Linked DNA regions of Canis lupus: all the other regions are linked to region 1. Evidence: chromatin contacts called from public Hi-C data. All regions are on one chromosome and are shown on one strand. Each heading gives the region's core, a stretch centred on a gene start, on an enhancer-like site or on the middle of the called end of the contact. The rest is flanking DNA. Distances are from core to core; before and after follow the strand shown.

Evidence for each region. Hi-C and Micro-C count contacts between places; a contact is called where the count stands out from the background.
Region 2: a Hi-C map of skin fibroblasts shows a contact between it and region 1, with 4 times the contacts expected there. The contact joins the enhancer-like site here to the promoter of QKI in region 1. A contact is called at or near these places in 3 of 9 Hi-C or Micro-C datasets (amygdala, liver and skin fibroblasts).
Region 3: a contact with region 1 is called in a Hi-C map of skin fibroblasts, with 3 times the contacts expected there. The contact joins the enhancer-like site here to the promoter of QKI in region 1. A contact is called at or near these places in 2 of 9 Hi-C or Micro-C datasets (amygdala and skin fibroblasts).

The regions. Positions count from the first base shown.
Region 1 is chr1:52,355,073-52,357,772 of UU_Cfam_GSD_1.0, reverse strand. It overlaps QKI (QKI, KH domain containing RNA binding), which reads right to left and starts at 1,417. Exons shown (of 8, transcript NM_001003021.2): 1 at 1,261-1,417. The coding sequence starts at 1,402.
Region 2 is chr1:52,875,031-52,877,785 of UU_Cfam_GSD_1.0, reverse strand. No RefSeq gene overlaps it. Among named protein-coding and RNA genes, the nearest start is that of QKI, 520 kb to the right of the region's middle. Within about 2 kb of position 1,380, at least 5 of the 20 cell types and tissues checked have an H3K27ac peak or open chromatin away from gene starts, as enhancers often do.
Region 3 is chr1:53,014,584-53,017,283 of UU_Cfam_GSD_1.0, reverse strand. No RefSeq gene overlaps it. Among named protein-coding and RNA genes, the nearest start is that of QKI, 660 kb to the right of the region's middle. Within about 2 kb of position 1,268, at least 10 of the 20 cell types and tissues checked have an H3K27ac peak or open chromatin away from gene starts, as enhancers often do.

The DNA of each region.
Region 1 (2,700 bases), core at 168-2,667:
TAGTTCTATAAAGATCTCGAAATTCCTATGAAAAATCTAAAATCCACGGTTCAATTCTATAAAACAGTTTATCAGTCTTCCAGGGATGCTTCTGAGACAGGAAAAGAAAAAAAAGAAAAAAGAAAAAAGAAAACCTCCTGAGTACTCGATTTTCAAATTAGACTTTGTTGGTCATTTTGTCTTCTCCAGGCTTCCACAGAAAAGCAGAGCTGCTAGAATTCGGCAGTCCAGGGCACTGCTCTAAGCAAGAACTTGTTAAAGGAATCCCAGAGTCGGCCAACATTAATCTTGTCGTTCTTCGCAACCCTCCGCTCTCCGCCAACAAAGCTTTTCTGCAAACTTTGCCCCTTCTTCTCCCCGTCCTTCGGAACGTCCATCCTACAGAGCGAGGCAGCGGCGTCCTGGGTTCGCTCTCCGCCGAAGTTCTCTCCGAGTCGGGACGACGTTTAGACTCGTCCTCGCGGTATTTCGTTCTCACCCCCCCCCCCCACCCCGCGCCCAAAGTGAAGTTAAACTCCCCAACAGTTCTCGCTTCCCCAAACAAAAGGACGAAAAGTGCTTTCGGCTGTCATCTTGCCCCGGCCTCCGGCTCGGTCCGCACTACTTTGGGGCTCCTCGGGCACATTCCCTCCAGTGGCCCGGCCCCACGCTGCTCCCCTCGAGTACTCGCAAGCCGCACCAACTCCCCAGCAGCCGCGGGCCCCAGGACCCTCCACTGTGGGAACGCGCGCGGCCTCCGGGAGAGCCCCCCGGGGAGCGCCCCGGGGCCGGTGTCCTTCAGGCGCCCGCGGGCCGGGCGCGGCCGGCTCCTCCGGGGCTCCTCCGGGGCTCCTCCGGGGCTCCTCCCGGCCAGGCCCGCCACGCTCCGGGCCGTCGCGGTGCTCGCAGGCGCGGCGGGAAGCCAGGGGCGCGAGGGGGCTCGCCCCGCAGCCTCCCCGGGGCGCCGAGGCCGGCGGCGCGAGGCCCGGGGTCGCGGGCCTGGGGGGGGGGGGAGAGGGGAGGGGGAGCGTCCCGCCGGCGGGTCCCGCCCGAGCCCGCGGCCCCGGCCCGCCCGCCGCCGCCCGCCGCCGCCCGCCGCGCCCCGCGAGCCCGGCCTCGGCGCCGCCTCCATGCGCCCCGCCCGGGCCTCTGGGTCCCCGGGCGCACGGTCCCCGCCAGCCGCGACCTTCCCGCCCTCCCAACACGCCGGCGGGCGTCGGGTCCCGGGGAGATGGGCCGCCCCGGGGCGCGGGGCCGCGAGCGGCTGCCGAGGCGACTCACCTTCGTCCAGCAGCCGCTCGAGGTGGTTGAAGATCCCGCAGAAGTTGGGCAGGCTGCTCATGAGCTTCTTGTCGTTCATCAGCTGCATCAGGTAATCTGGGGTGGGCTTCGGCTTCTCCTTCGTTTCCATTTCCCCGACCATATTCCAGGCTCCGCAGCTCACTCCGCCCGCCGCCGCCGCCGCCGCCGCCGCCGCCGCCGCCGAGGAGGGAGGGAGGGAGGGGCGGGGAGCCCCGGCCGCCGGCCGCTCGGGACTCGGCGTCCCGCTCCGCTCCGCTCCCGCGCCGGGCGCCGGGGCGGCCGGACCGCGCGCTCGCCGCGCTCTCCCCGCCCCCGCAGGCACTTTCCGCCCGCGGCCCGACGCGCTCCCGGCCCGCCGCCGCCGCCGCCGCCGCCGCCGCCGCCGCCGCTCCTCGGCCGCCGGCTCGGCGCGTCCCTCACGAGGCCGGCGGGCGGGAGGCGGGTCTCCGCGGGCCGAGTGCGGGCGCGGGCCGCTCGGCGCCGGACGAGGAGGAGCCGGGCCGCCGCCGCCGCCGCCGCCGCCGCCGCCGCTCGCTCGGCTGGTCGCGCCCGCTCAGCCGCCGCCGCCGCTTCTGCCGCGGGCTCGGGGTCTCTCTGGGCTGGTCCCCGCCGCGGCCGCCTCTGCCGCTGCCGCCGCGCTCTGACTCCGCTCCTCCTCTTCCTCCTCCTCCTCGCCTCCTCCTCCTCCTCCTCACTCACTTGGCGGCGGAGTTCGCCTCAGTTCAGGCGGCGCTGCCAGCGGCGGCGGCGGCGGCGCGGGGGGAGGGGCGGCGGCGCGGGGAGGGCCGGGGGCGGGCGGCGGGCGGGGCCGCGCAGGGCGGCCGTTAGCGGGGCCCGGCCGGCGCGCTCCTCCTCCCGCCGCCGACCCCGGCCCGGGCGCCGCCGCCGCCGCCTCCCGCCTCCGTCCGGCGGGTGGTCGGCCCGAGAGGGGCCCGGGGCTGGGGTCGCCGGCGCGGCGCGGCGCGGCGCGGCGGGCGGAGGGAGGGGCGGCGGCGGGGCGGACGGGCGGACGGGCGGCGGGGCGCGGCGGGGGCGGCGGGTGGCGGTGCTTTGGACTGGGGGCGGGGTGAGGGCCGCGCCGCTCCGCGCTCCCCGCTCCCCGCTCCCCGCTCCCCGCCGCCGGGCCGGCTCGTCTGGCGGGCGCGGCCGGGCTGTGGCGGTGGGTGAGGGCTCGCCAGCGGGACGCTCGCCGCCGCACGCCTCATTCTCTCCTCCGTTACTATAGTTTTTTGTTGTTGTTTAAAGAAAAAGAAAGAAAAACTGTCGTCCGTTCTCACACCCTCCCCCCCCCCCAAAGAAAAGAATTTTTTTTAACGTCCTGTTGCTTCACGGGGGACTTTCGGGGTGGGCGTCACGTGCCCCGACACGTAGCCGTAAGGCCCGAGAGCGCGTGCGCGCGTCGAGCCCGGTGGCCACGCC
Region 2 (2,755 bases), core at 131-2,630, 520 kb before region 1:
CTACACTGATATTCAATGAATTGTTTCAAAAACATTAATAAATGTGCTCAGAATAAATACCCACAGTCAAACAAGTTTAGGGAAAACAATATGCGTTGTTTGAAATTCTCTTTTCATATTAAAGGCTCTGAGAAGTTCTGCAATGAGGAGTCATATTTAATCTACCATTTTCAAGACTTACTGGAGAACAGGACATCTTTTCTTCTTGTACACCTATCAATAACCTGAAGAACACTTTCTCAGGAAATACTGATTTGATAAACAGTGATTTAAATAGATCAGTCTCTGCCTTTATTACCCAAACTTTCAAAGGAAATGAAGCACTATTGAAGAAATCCTTTGAGATTATGTTGACTGTTGCTGTCAGTCAAAAGCCCGCCACTCCTGTTCCCAGGGCGTTGGTTATCTTCCAGCCTCCTGGTCTCCCAGGTCTCAGTGGGGCGACCCTCCGATTTGCATTGGAAATCTGATCCCCAGAACCCCCAGCAGGGGGCTCTGTTCACTAGCCCTGACTGTGAAGCACTTGAAGTCCCGTCAAGGTTAAGATGGCTCAACGAGTAACACGCCAGGAATGTCATCTGGCCCATTAGGACACAGCATTATAAAAAAAATGTAATCATGGTTCAAGAATGTTGCATGAGAGAAATCTGTGCTCAGAATTTTATTATTAGGTTTTATCATGTGTGCATTTTCAAATATAGCTAAGAGATCCCAAAGGGGGTGGGGGCGGAATAGAAACCAAGGAATATTTTTTATAAAATAGTTATCAAACTGTAAAACTTACATTGGAAAATTTAAAAGGACTTAAATCTTCCCTACATGGTTGACAATTCAAGTATGCCAATTTTCTATCATAAATAGTGCAGAAAAACAAAAATGTGAAAGTACAGCCTAAAATAAGTGGAAATAAATGACTTTCAGGGAGATGAGGAACAGATACCTCTCTCTCTCAAAAACAATCTCCATCAACCGAAGAAAGCACGTCGGTTTGGCAAAGTTGTACTTGGGTGAAGTTCACATCCGTAATCTGGATGATTTTTCCTTAAACCGTTTCTCCCGTATCTCACTCAACACACACCTACCCCCAAAGGGATCAAAACAAAACAGAAAGAGTCTTTTAAAATATGTACAAATTGGGTTGTACAGAGAGAAAAGTATTTGGTTCAAAGTGAAAGTAGTGCCACTTCAAACCAAAATAGCTAGAAGGAGGACAAATAAAGTGGCCAGACAAGAAGATCAAGAATGCAAAATAGACTTCACTGGCGCACACACATTGTGCTCTTGCTTTAGTCACAGCAGACGGCGCCTCTCAGGAGGGGCGCCTGTCCCCACTGGCCAAGATATGTGTAGCATGACAGGTGCAAGATGCCAGTAACGGTGGCATCTGCAAGAATGGGACGACTCAGTCCACCCCCGAGCCTTAGGAGAGCTTATGTGTGGTCCATACACGCACACACACGCACGCAAACATCTCACCAATGAAACAGCCAAACCTTGGCCATTGCCTCATCCAAATGCCAAAGCACCCTTTATAAATAAAGTATAAATAACTCAAGTGGTCTGGCCTCTAGTTTTTCCCAAAAGCATGTGTAGATGAGCCTGAGAATGTGAATATTTTCATCCTCCATTTCGATCTCATAATAAAAGAATCAATGTTAGGTCAAGGGTTGCGGGTGGGGCGGTGGGTTAAGTAAGAGGCTGACTCTTGGTTTCGGCTCAGGTCCTGGTCTCAGGGCCCTGGGATCGAGCCCCTGGTTGGGCTCCGTGCTCAGTGGGGAGTCTGCTTGATGTTCTCTCCCTCTGCTCCTCCCCACACTGTGAGCACACTCGCGCTCTCTCTCTCTCTGTCTCTCTCAAATAAATAAACATATCTTTTAAAAAATCAGTGTCTGTAAAGATGTTATTCCCACATACTCTATGCTGTCTTGTACTTTCTATTTTGCCCCAGGCAGAACGGTGACTCTGGAATGTGTGGGAGGTGTACACTGTAAACTGTGTGCAGGGGGCAGATGTGGGGAAAACACAGTGTAGCGCAGGTAAATAACACCAAGTGTTTTCCTGCAAAGGGGATATTCATGGAGGTGGTTCTCAGCCATCTTTTGACTGGGAAGTGTGACTCCAGGGGAGACAATCACATTCCTCAGGTCATTTCTCGCCCCGATGGGGCTCTGCAGGCCACAGGATGGCTATTTCTAGCAGCCAATGGTGAGGACCAGGCTGGAATAACATGTCCCTGATGAAAGGGAGGAAATCCAACCCAGCACTCACGAGAAGCCCATGCCTGCCACTCCCAGGTCCCTTAGCCAGTCACATGTGGCACAAGAGGGTTTGGAGACCAGACAAGATTCTCTGTAGTTCATGTCCCAGAGAAAGGGGCAACTGAGAGCTAAAAACAAACTATTCCACAGGACCACATCATCACAGAGCTGTCAAGCAGAAAGTGCCCTAAATAGCAGGCTAGAAACAGAAGTATGCTGCCAAATATTTAAAAATGAACACAAATCAGGGGAAAATCAGGGAATAAAGCCCTGATTTGTACCACTTGCCCATGTCTGTGATGTAAAGAGTCCCACGTGGCCAATTTCTAGCCACCAAAGTGAGGCCATTGGATGAAGAATCGGGAAGAAAGTTGTACAATTGGCCCGTGGGAGTGGGTCTTGACCCAGCACTAAGCTCAGGAGGCCCAGAACGGGGGACGCAGGTTTCCGAACAAGTTCCAGACTCCAACTCCAGGGAACCGAGTTAAAACACAAAA
Region 3 (2,700 bases), core at 19-2,518, 660 kb before region 1:
ATTTAGTTTAATTTTGAGACACATGCATAAATAAGGATGAGGGGTGACAATCCTGAAGCTGAGGAGACCTTTGTGGAAGTGTGTTCAGTGTCCAGGTGTGAGGGACTGAGCATGGCCTGACCCGGGGCTTTAACACATGAGGGTGATAGTGTAACTCTCCCTACCCATCTTCAAACAACAGCAAATGCTTTTCACTCCAAGGACTAAAGGAGCACACAAAAAATGAGAAAATGTTTAATAATGTTGTGAAAGAAAGAAAGAAAGAAAGAAAGAAAGAAAGAAAGAAAGAGAAAAAAAAGAAAGAAAGAAGAAAGAAAAGAAAGAAGAAAGAAAGAAAGAGAGAGAAAGAAAGAAAGAAGAAAGAAAGAAAGAAAGAAAGAAAGAAAGAAAGAAAGAAAGAAAGAAAGAAAGAAAGAAAGAGACAATGGTATACCTGGGTGGCTCAGTGGTTGAGCGTCTGCCTTTGGCTCAGGTCGTGATCCTGGGGTCCTGGGATCGAGTCCCACATCAGACTCCTCACAGGGAACCTGCTTCTCCCTCTGCTTATGTCTCTGCCTCTCTCTCATGAATAAATAAATAAAATCTTTAAAAAAAGAGAAAGAAAAAGATCAAGAGAAGTGTGTGCCAAGTCCTTCAGGCCACAAGAGGGCGCCTCCGGAGCTGGGCTCAGAGCAGGGGACATGCCCAGGTCCCCAGGGGGACAGCACAGGCGCTGCCAGAGGTCCTGCCTGCAAGGGGCCACCAGGTGCTCACCAGGCGGAGAAGGCCTGCGGCGCTCACCTGGGCCCTGCGTCACCCACAGGATCCCAAGATCAAGAGAGGCCTGGGGCTCTCATCACACCTAAGTCCCCGAACACTCCCTAGTAGCAGTTTGGGATCTGGCCCTGGTTGCAAGTGGGCAGTCAGCATGGGGCAAACAAGCTTGCCCGACTCCAGGCCGGGGCGCAGGATGCTTTCCTCAGGCTCGCTCCCCTCCGGAGGGGATGCTTCTCACCAGCTCCCTGCTGCACAGTCAACACGAAACCCCGGTTCCCCACGGGGCCAATAGACTACGAGAAGGCCAGGCTACCCGAGATTAAAAATAGGATGTTGCTGCCCAGGCCTGGGCCGGCTGGCAGATGACACAGGAACCTCGGGAGGGCCTGGACGGGGGCCAGGCGGCCGTCCTTGCCCTCTGTCACCCCCGGGAGGAGGAGGACAGTGGCGGGTTTACAGGGAGTCCTGCCAGGAAAGGGCTGGGAGGGAGGGGCAGGGCGGAGAGATCGTTTTCCTGTGAGTCAAGGGACGACAGCTGTCACCACGGAGGGGAGAAGAGGTGGAAAACTGGGTCCAAGCCTTCACGAACGCGGTGGCAGCTGAGTCAAAACAAGCAGTCAGAAACATGAGGCCCTTAAAAATACAGTAATTCATACTACATCAAAGCAGTGATTAGCACAGCTTCCTGGCCCTGTCTTTCTGCTTATTTATGGTACATTACACATCTTAATGCTATTTTCATAAGGTGTTTCAGCTGCCACCGTCCCGTATCTGGGAGACAGAAGCGCCTGAGGAATATTGCAATTATCGGGCACCCACCCCCGGCCCAACACAAACCCGGTGTCAACCGCAGTGACAACCCCCTCCCGAAAGGGGAAGCGCAAGAGGAAGTGTCCCCGAGGCCCCTGCTGGCAGCCCGCACCCAGACCCTCTGGGGGAAGGAGACGCAGGGGAGAGGGGACGGGGGCAAGGCCAAGTTCATCTCAGTCAGCTTTGTGTGGGGGTCAGAGGCCACTCTGAAGCCTCTGTTGACGTCCTTCTTTCATCACGGCCCAAAGCTCAGCCCTAATGAGGACTTCATGCACTAAACTCCAGGGTGCACCAGGCCTCCTCTACCTCCAAGGGCTTTATTTGAAATATATTTGAGTCCATATCCACACCACAGACAGGGGTAAGCAAAAGTAAGAGGTCACCGGGCAATTCCTCGTTCCTCTCAGAGAATTTCTTGTTGTTGTTTTTTTTTTTTTTTTAAAAAAAAAAAAAAAAAAAAGGTGAGGGATGATCATGAGGATCACTCCAGAAAACGGTGCCTTTCCGTCTCCTACCAGATAGACAAGATGCATTCCCCCCACACACACCCTGCCCACCACCCCCCCTCAGATAAGTTTAGTAACCATTTCCTCCGAGTCCGGCTACTCGGTACAATTAGTCACCTTGAAAGGGACAAGTGGGTTTATTTATGCCATGGGAAAAATATGTAATCTCAGCATGCAGAGATAAAGCAGGTGGGAGCAAGCAAGAGGTCAGGACAGGCAAAGGGAAAACCACGGCGCTGGCTGGCCTGAGCTGAGGACGCGGGGAAGCTGCAACATCACAGCCTTGTCACAGGAAGACCTGTGGTTCAAGAGGCTTGCTCGGATGGATCCCGTACCCCCACACAGCACTGAAGTCAGGGTCGCCGTGTCTATCGAAAGCATCAACGCCCTCCCTCCCATCCCAATGCTGACAATGTCATTCACTCAGGCGTGGGGACGCCTTAGAACCATCAATGTCTGTTTTTCTACTTCAAGACTCATGGTCGTTTTCCTTGCTTTTATGTCTGAGACCACTGCCAGTGGCTCTTCTGGGGCTGGGATATCTTTAGGGCCATTGGATTGATTGATCTGAGCCCTGGTCTCCCCACCCAACTTTCCAAGACGGGTGCCAACATTCTCGGATGGACAC